Regions from separate parts of the Mus musculus genome. Here all the other regions are linked to region 1. The links are chromatin contacts, called in public HiChIP or PLAC-seq and promoter capture Hi-C maps. All regions are on one chromosome and are shown on one strand. Each heading gives the region's core, a stretch centred on a gene start, on an enhancer-like site or on the middle of the called end of the contact. The rest is flanking DNA. Distances are from core to core; before and after follow the strand shown. Region 1 holds the start of Nhlrc3 (NHL repeat containing 3). Region 2 overlaps Lhfp (lipoma HMGIC fusion partner). Region 3 has its middle 110 kb from the start of Gm40048.

Region 1 (2,749 bases), core at 146-2,645:
TCTCGGCATCCCTTCCAGTGCCTAGTCACTCCTGTTACCGAACCATGTTAACATTGAATAAATGTCAGTCAACCAAAAGCTCAGTTATTACGGATTTACAGTTGGCTCCGGGGCTGTAGGTAGTACAAACGTAATTCCCGTACCACAATGACTTCCCAAGTTTAGCAGTGAGGTGGTTTATCTTCTATTTAAGCGGTGCAACGGACCAAGATGCAAGTTCTTACGTTACACAGGAAAGTTCAAGTTCCTCTGCTGACTACACACAACACCTCAAAGAAAGTAACTCACGACCATTATTATCTCAGACGAATTTCAGGGAACAAGGTCAATTACCTTTCGAATTTCATCCAGCACCGTCTCAAAGGACTTTTTGTCCATCTTGAGTACTATTCCGTCGTGACGTCTCACAGTTCTTGCAATTACAAAACGCTCATCCCAGGTTCGTCTCGTGGATAATACACCAGGAGGAGAAAGGAGGCGAGGAGGTAGAGTATTGCAAACTGCACCAAAACAAAACAAAAAATCCCAGAACGAAAACTTGGAAAAAGTTGGGTTTTTTTTTGTTGTTGTTTGTTTGTTTTTTTAAATAAAAATCAGACTTCAGTAGCTTCTTCACACAAAGCTTCAGCTGCTCAGAGCAGAGCGGGCTTGTGCGTTTGCAGAAATCAGGGCTCCGGAGGGTGCCGACAGCCGGGTGCTCCGGGGAAGGCCGCCGAGCCACGCTCCGCTCACCGCCGTGATCCGGGACACGTGGCCCCGCGGGCGCTCAGACCCGCCGATCCGCCCGATCCCGGGGTCCCGCAGCTCCGGCAACCGGCGGCCCCCGCAGGTCCTTTGTTACGGGCTTTCGTAGCTTCCGGGAGCGGGCGGGCGGCCGGGGCGCACTAGGAGCCGGACGAAGGGGGCCAGAGCCTTGCGAAGGGAGGCTCTCGAGCACCTCAGCGCTCATACGGCCAGGCGCCCAGCGGGTGCTCCCCTAAATGCCCCACCAGCTCCAGGGGACCTTTGATAGAGCGTGTCGCGCCCACAAGACGCAATGGTGCACCGCCACCTTAAGTCGCTTTTGCACAAATGATTAGTTTGGGGCGTCGGGGGGGGGGGGCGGGGTCCTAGTGTGGGAATATAGGCGTCCACGGCAGAAGCCTGAATGCTTGTGGAGCAGACGTGACTAAAGTCCTTTTCGGAGCGTGGTAGTCATTGTTTTAGTGTCACGATCCCCTAACTCTTCAGTTTCTCGGTGCTCTGTTTTGCTTCTTGAAAGTGAGTTTAAAGGAGCGAAGAGTAAGTAGGTCAGGAAGATCTGCGGACGCCGCCATCCTAGTGGCCAGGAGCACCTCGGCGTGGGGACCAGGGTCACTCGCTGGGCGCCTGACTCGGGGCGGAGCAAGGAGCAGGACACCCGGAATTAGTCTTCGGCGGTTCTCCGGTCGAGTTTCCCGGTGCTTTAGTCTGCCTCTGCCCTAGAGCCGGCTTCAGGCCTCGCTGACTTTCGCCTCCCAGACCCTCGCGATGGCGAGAGCCTGGGTCTGCCTGGCGGGCGCCGCCTTCTTCCTTTCCTGTCTGGTTTTGCATTCGCGCTTCTGTGGCTCGCTGGTAAATAGCAGGCAGAAGGCTGTGGGTGTGGGTGCCACCGAGGGGTACAGCCCCTGGGGTCCCAAACCTGCTCCCCTGGGGCTCAGCAGCTGACGACTCGTCCTCTCATTTAGTGTAAAAAGAATGCACGTGGGGCTGGGGAGGTGGCGCGGAGGTTGGGAGCTCGAGCAGCTTTTTCAGAGGACTCAGGTTCGATTCCCAGCACCAACTTGAAGGCTCACTCTCTCACTGTAACTCCAGTTCCAGGGAGCCTGATGCCCTCTTCTGGCCTTTGTGGGCACATGGTGCACATAAACTCACCCGAGCTCATGCACACAAGTCTAAATAAAAATAAGTAAACATCACACACACACACACACACACACACACACACACACACACACACTGGATTTTCCCCAGCTCTTACTACACTCTTAAGTCACACACACACACACACACACACACACACACACACTGGATTTTCCCCAGCTCTTACTACACTCTTAAGTCATCATTAGACTTTTCTTATGGTTGTTTTGATCTTTAGATATACAATCTTATTTCCGGCTACCTTCTGGTTGTCGAACTGAATCTGAGTATTTTGATTTTATTTGAGGTTTCAAGGACATTTTCTTTTCACGTTTCCTGGAGAATGGAGGACCCTCTTTTCCGGCTGGATTTGGGTTGGCCCAAGAATTCGGAATACTTCACTGGTGCAACATTTTGTGTTGCAGTTGATTCCCTCAACGGGTTAGTTTACGTAGCCCAAGTAAGTAGAATGCATTTTTTTTTTTTTTTAATATGTGAGCCTGTGAGGTCAAGAGAGACCAGAGTGTTAATGCGGTTATCAACTACCAGTGGTTTCCAGGATTGAACTCTGAGTGTCAGTCTTGCTTAGCAAACACTTTCATCTGCTCAGCCATCTCTTCAACTAGAGATTTTTTTTTAATTTTAATTATATACATTCAGTTTGATCACAACAGACAGGAATAATAAAAGAACAGTCAATCTGAGCATGACAAAAAGGAAAAAAAGAAGATGAACAGAAAGGAAAGAAGTGTTTCCCACCTAGATAGCCTGCTGCATTTATAGTATGCTAACTATGCAATTTAATTTTGAGTTGGCTTCAAGTGCACATTTTAGATTTGTATGCATTAGAAATTATTAAGTTTTGAAG
Region 2 (2,749 bases), core at 101-2,600, 230 kb after region 1:
CATTTTGTGGTTGTTTTTCCCAAAAGTTCCGGGGAATTAGGCCATCTGGCCGGGGCCCATGTTCTCAGTCGGTATTTTTTTTTTTATTCTTCAGTGGAAACACCCGAACTTCTTCATTAGCACACAGACAAGCAGAGTCGAAAAGGGCCCTGCTGCCAGGAGCGTCCATCCCCTGCTGGTACCCACGTGTTCTGTGCTCAAGACCCTGTTGCTCTCTTCCCCCCTTTCTTTACTTTTCTTTCTCTTTTCTTTCTTTTTCTTTCTTTTATTTTTTTTAAAGATTTATTTTATGTATATGAGTGCTCTATCTGCGTGTATATTTGCATATCAGAAGAGGGCATTGGATCCCATTACAGATGGTTGTGAGCCACCATGTGGTTGCTGGGAATTGAACTCAGGACCTCTGGAAGGGCAGCCAGTGCTCTTAACCACTAAGCCATCCCTCCAGCCTCTCTCTCCCCTTACACAAAGTGCTCCACATCCCAGAGAGAAACTTTACCCTCGTCGTAATTTCCTTGATTGCTTTGTTTGCCTGTGAGTTCCCTCGAGATATTTTTAGCGTGTATAATGAGTGATAAATATATGATTTTGAACAAATTAATCAGAGGATATAAAAGCTCAGGAGAACAAGGCCATTTCTTTTTCTTAGACTCTGCAATATAGATCATAGTGCTGGCGAACAGTAGGGTATCAGTGACTCTTCAATCAACAAGTGAAAATGTATCTATGTATTATGTAAGTATGTATATATGTGTATACATGCATATGTATGTATGCATGCATGCCTGCCAAACACAGCCCCAGACTGTCTTCCTTCCAGATAAGCCCCCTTTCTAGGAAGAATAACGAGAACTCACCCAAGTCAAACTGGCCAGAGATGTAGCCACAAGTCTGCCGGACTTCCTCACTGTCCCAGCCCAAGGGGTAGAGGGCACAGCCAGCACCAATCAGCAAGCCTGTGGAGAGGAGGTAAAATAGAAAGCCTTTACAAATCAAAGTGCAGAACACGACAGGGCCATAGCGCCTGCTCCTTAAAAACACCACATTAAATTCCTTTAAGCAATGTGAAGTCAGATTCCAAGAACAATATTGAGTCTGCTTAAAATAAGAATAAAAATAGTAACAACTCAGTTTCTTTCCAATTTTACCTTTTAAGAGCACAAAAAGCCTTCAGAGTCTTGCTAAGGAACTAAAAAGAGTTTCTTTCAATCACACTTGCAAAAAGCCAACCAATCCCTTTAATCCCATGGAGAACAAATTCAAGAGCAAGCAACGTTAGTAAGTTACCCTGCACTGTTCAGTGGAATTTCTGTTGCCAATATAAGAATCAACATAGTATGTTGTAGTGTTGTGAAATTTTACAGGGCCCTTGACCTGTGAACTTGCACTGCCTGTTCCTCACAGCTCAGGAATGATCTAGAAGGCGGACACATGGAAGACTAAATCTGCACCTCCCTGTAAAAGCAACGTGGTTTTATTTTAATGTAAATCAAACTATGTAATGTAAATCAAATGTAAATCAGACTATGACAACTGCTTCCTGTGAGTCTTTAATTTTGCATATGGTTTTTACAAGAGCCAGAAAGAGATTTAAATTCTCACCAGGAGACTCTATAAGTTAATCTGACAGTAAGATCTCGTCAATCAGTGAGCATTACCATCAACCACAACCCAAAGATGCTAACCCAGAAGCACCGAAATACAGCTGTGTGATGGGTGAGAATGGGAGTTCTCAGACACCACAGAAGCAGCCCCACATAGGCACACACTTTAATACAGTAACATGGCTGAGAAATACGGCAACAGGAGACTTAACACTGACACACTGAATCAATCCTGTCTCTCTGGCCAGTGTTCACCCTTCTCTACCCCTATTGGGTAGACTGCTTCTCTAACCGCCATCTGGGGCAGAACAGTTCATGCCCCCCTCCCCACACCCTGCCACCAACACTGAGCTAAGCCACAAAGAGAGACAGTCCTCACAGCGTGACACTCATTTCCTGCCTTAGTACCCATCCTTTCAACCTATCCCCTGGTCTTCAGAAAGAAAAAAAAAAAAAGGATCAGAGAATCTGAGCTGAGAGTTCTGGATTCTCTATATAAATCACTAGCTACTGTGTGACCTGTCTACAGCGCATTGACGTACACCATGTTTTGTCTGAAACATTGTCCACAAAGCAGTGAGGCAAGGTTTTGCTGAGCAGACAAATACCCCACTGGTCTGCTTCCTCCCATTGGGAAAATATTTCCCAAGCTAGTTTTCCTACCATTAGATAAAAAGAGAATTAATTATGCAGGATGCCAAATTTTGTACAAATTGAGTCCCCGGCATATTTATTAATCAATGCAAGAACATTATAAGAAACTTAGTTCTTAATAGGTGACACCTTTTTTTTTTTTTGAGATTTTTGTGAGTAAATTTTAAAGGATAACGAGTACAGAAATGTTTGGGATAGAATTTGTTCAAGTGTGAAAAACATTTCTAAATGTTAACATGTAAGTCACCAATAGCTCCTTGTCTGACTTGGAAAGAACTATTCTAATTCACTAATCACCAAGTCCCCAAGCACTTTCTTGTCCCCTTGGATGCTGGATTTGTACCCTGATCAGAAAGGAGCTGACCCTTTCCTTAAAGAGCAAAGCAGTCGAAAATCTGTTCCTTTGTGAAGTCGGGGACCATCTTTGTGAGACCGTGAAACCTAGACTCAGCCATGTCAATTAGCAATAATTTTGTACATAGGAAACTCAT
Region 3 (2,749 bases), core at 160-2,659, 180 kb after region 1:
CCTTCTGCCCCAACTTGAGATCTAGAGAATATACTTTCATGGAGATGTACTGATGGCCTGTGTTCCATACATCAATAACAAACACGCTAGAAAGAAATCAGATGGAAAAAAAACCCTTTGAAAATAACCTCTAAAATTAAAAAAGGCTAGCAATAAATCTAACCCAGAGATTAAAGGATCTCTATAACGAAATCACTGTAGCTAACCCATAAATTACTGAAGAAATTAAATAGTCCAAACACCAAATCATTCAATCATGGGCAAATAAATTGAACAGTTTTCTAAAGAAGAAACACAGTGCTAGATGTAAGAAAAATAATAAAATTTCTTTTGCACATGGAAAGTAATTTAAATAAATATATGTGTGCAAAAATCAGTTATATGTAAAGAAGAAATACAAATGTATATATTATATATGCATATCCAGATATGCAAACATATACATATACACATATACATATATACACACATACAAATAAACACATACACACACACACATATATATATATATATATATATATATATATATATATATATATACACACATACACATATACATGAATGATGAAAATAGAGGACCAGCAAAAAGAGGGAATAGGGAATGAGAGACAAGAGATCAAGAGAGTCGAATGGCATTTATGAATGAAATCTCATATTGAAGGCCACTTTTTCATATGGAAAATATAGGAAGTTTATGTATTTAAAAATATTTATTTACTTATGCATTTTAAGTGTAGGATTGCTTTGTCTGCATGTACACCTACATGCTAGCAGAGAACATCAGATCCCTTTATAGATGGCCATGAGCATCCCTGTGGTTGCTGGGAATTGAACTCGGGACCTCTGAAAGATCAGCCAGTGTTCTTAACCACTGAGCCATCTCACTAACCCTTCAAAATAGTTTTAAAAGGAGAAAAATGAAAGGCTAAATAAAATGGGATGGGAAAACCGAAGTAATCCATATGTGTGGGACTTACAGCAGTAACTGGCACGCTCCAATCCCTGCCTAATAAAAGACTCTGAGGGTGCATGGCTTGAGAATGGAGGCGCTATATGCAGGGGAAGATGACTGCAAGGTGTGGGGACGGGCACTCTGGGTAATCGTTACATGAACAGTGAGATTATGTGGCATCCAAAGAAACAGTACTTGCGGCCGGAAGTGACTTTCCTGCCTAGATTTCCCAGGGGAGCACTGCAGGAAGTGTCTGCTTTTGTTATCAGATGATGATCTGTGGTAACATTCAACTCCAATACCCATGAATCAACCTTTTCCAGTCCATGGAATGTATTTAATTCTCATATCTTATAATCAGGATCACTCTTAAACATCTAAGAAGGAAAGAACAGGGAATTAACAGTGACTCACGCCAGCTGTGCCTAGTTCTCTCTCTCTCTCTTGAGCCCTCCCTTCTCACCGGAAACAGTGCTGCACTTGGGTCCTACCCAAGCTCTGAGGGACCGTGCAGCACGGCAGATGTGTTGGATCTAGTTTTTATTTGGTATTTCCCCACTTTTGATCAGAGGCCCTGTTTAGGTTACATACTTACAAAGCACAGGGCAGTGAGAAAGGTCCGCTCTCATGACCCAGCCGCTTATCAAAAGTCTCAGTTCCTACCACTGTCATACTGAGAATAAATGTTTCAACATGAATTTGGTGTTAGGGAAGGAACACGAAGTTAATCGGCAATAAATCCTGTTAATTCCTAAAAAAAACTTACTTTGTAGCCCACTTACTGTTTTTTAATCTTTTACTGAAAAATAGATCCTTTTCTCATACAATATATCCTAATTATAGTTTCCCCTCCTTCTCCTCCTTCTCCTCACCTCCCCTCTTTTCCAGATCCACTCCCCTTCGGTTGCTAAGACACAGGGTCACTCTCTGCACACTGACAGTGGGGTCCCATTGCGAAGGACAGTGTCCGCACAGAACAGGCTTCTAAGGAGTAACAACCAAACGTGCCCAAATAAAATGTAAGATGAAGCAAAAACTTTGATTTTTTTTTTTTTTTTGAAGTTGGCCACGGCAAGCCAACAGAAGAGTCCCAAGGGCAGGCACAGGAGTCAGAGGCCCATTCATTCTCACAGTCAGGAATCCCATAAAAATACTAAGTTGATAGCTACAGTAGATCTACAGAAGCCCTGGTGTAGACCCTTGTAGGCCCTGTGCTTGCTGCTTCAGTCTCTGTGAGCTCATATGTGACTTGCTTAGCTGACTCAGAGTTCTCCACCTCCTCTGGCTCTTTCAAGTGTTCTACCTCCTCTCCCACCAGATACCATAGTTACCTTTCTAGGTCTCCCTTACCTCACTCAGGATGCTTTTCTCTAGCTCTGCCCATCTGATGGAGCTCTCCCATGTACACTTTCTCTCAGACTTATCTCTGACTATGGTGGATCTCTCCATCTATTTCCATCTGCTGTTGGAGGAAGCCTCTCTGATGATGACTGTAGAGCAGAATATCATTAGGAGCCATTTCATTGGTACTTAAAAAAAAAAGAGCAGAAGTGTTTGATTTACCTAGAACTCTGAGATGTCTAGTCTCAGCTTCTTGGTCACTCAAGCAGTGTCTGGCATGGTTATGTCTCACGGAGTAGACCATAAGCCAAACCAAATATTAATTGGTTACTCCCAGAAGTTCTGTACCACCATTGCCTTAGCATATTTTTCAGGCAGGATAGATTGTAGGTCAACGTTTTGTGGCTGGGTTGGTGTCCATGTTTCTCCTTCAGTAACCTGCTATCTTGGTTAGGG

The links. Promoter capture Hi-C pulls out the DNA fragments that hold promoters and counts their contacts. HiChIP or PLAC-seq counts read pairs in DNA pulled down with a chosen protein or histone mark.
Region 2: a contact with region 1 is called in a promoter capture Hi-C map of the C10 cell line, with 6 times the contacts expected there. The contact joins the enhancer-like site here to the promoter of Nhlrc3 in region 1. A contact is called at or near these places in 3 of 39 promoter capture datasets (the C10 cell line and pre-B cells), 1 of 15 datasets of contacts at CTCF or cohesin (large pre-B cells), 7 of 484 Hi-C or Micro-C datasets (B cells, the C10 cell line, the G1E-ER4 cell line and 4 more), 11 of 115 datasets of contacts at active chromatin or transcription factors (the 230-238 cell line, astrocytes, cardiomyocytes and 4 more) and 2 of 9 other capture datasets (adipose tissue and embryonic stem cells).
Region 3: a contact with region 1 is called in an H3K4me3 HiChIP or PLAC-seq map of the 230-238 cell line, with 15 read pairs. The contact joins the enhancer-like site here to the promoter of Nhlrc3 in region 1. A contact is called at or near these places in 1 of 39 promoter capture datasets (the C10 cell line), 6 of 115 datasets of contacts at active chromatin or transcription factors (the 230-238 cell line, embryonic stem cells, epiblast stem cells and 1 more) and 4 of 9 other capture datasets (adipose tissue, embryonic stem cells, liver and 1 more).

What each region holds. Positions count from the first base shown.
Region 1 is chr3:53,461,904-53,464,652 of GRCm38.p6, reverse strand. Nhlrc3 (NHL repeat containing 3) reads left to right here and starts at 1,395. Exons shown (of 7, transcript NM_172501.2): 1 at 1,395-1,593; 2 at 2,189-2,341. The coding sequence starts at 1,510. It overlaps Proser1 (proline and serine rich 1), which reads right to left and starts at 858. Exons shown (of 13, transcript NM_173382.2): 1 at 334-858. The coding sequence starts at 378.
Region 2 is chr3:53,229,937-53,232,685 of GRCm38.p6, reverse strand. It overlaps Lhfp (lipoma HMGIC fusion partner), which reads right to left. Exons shown (of 4, transcript NM_175386.3): 3 at 858-956. Among named protein-coding and RNA genes, the nearest start is that of C130075A20Rik, 140 kb to the right of the region's middle. Within about 2 kb of position 1,350, at least 14 of the 459 cell types and tissues checked have an H3K27ac peak or open chromatin away from gene starts, as enhancers often do.
Region 3 is chr3:53,283,356-53,286,104 of GRCm38.p6, reverse strand. No RefSeq gene overlaps it. Among named protein-coding and RNA genes, the nearest start is that of Gm40048, 110 kb to the left of the region's middle. Within about 2 kb of position 1,409, at least 32 of the 459 cell types and tissues checked have an H3K27ac peak or open chromatin away from gene starts, as enhancers often do. A contact at or near this core is called in the 230-238 cell line, where this site is marked.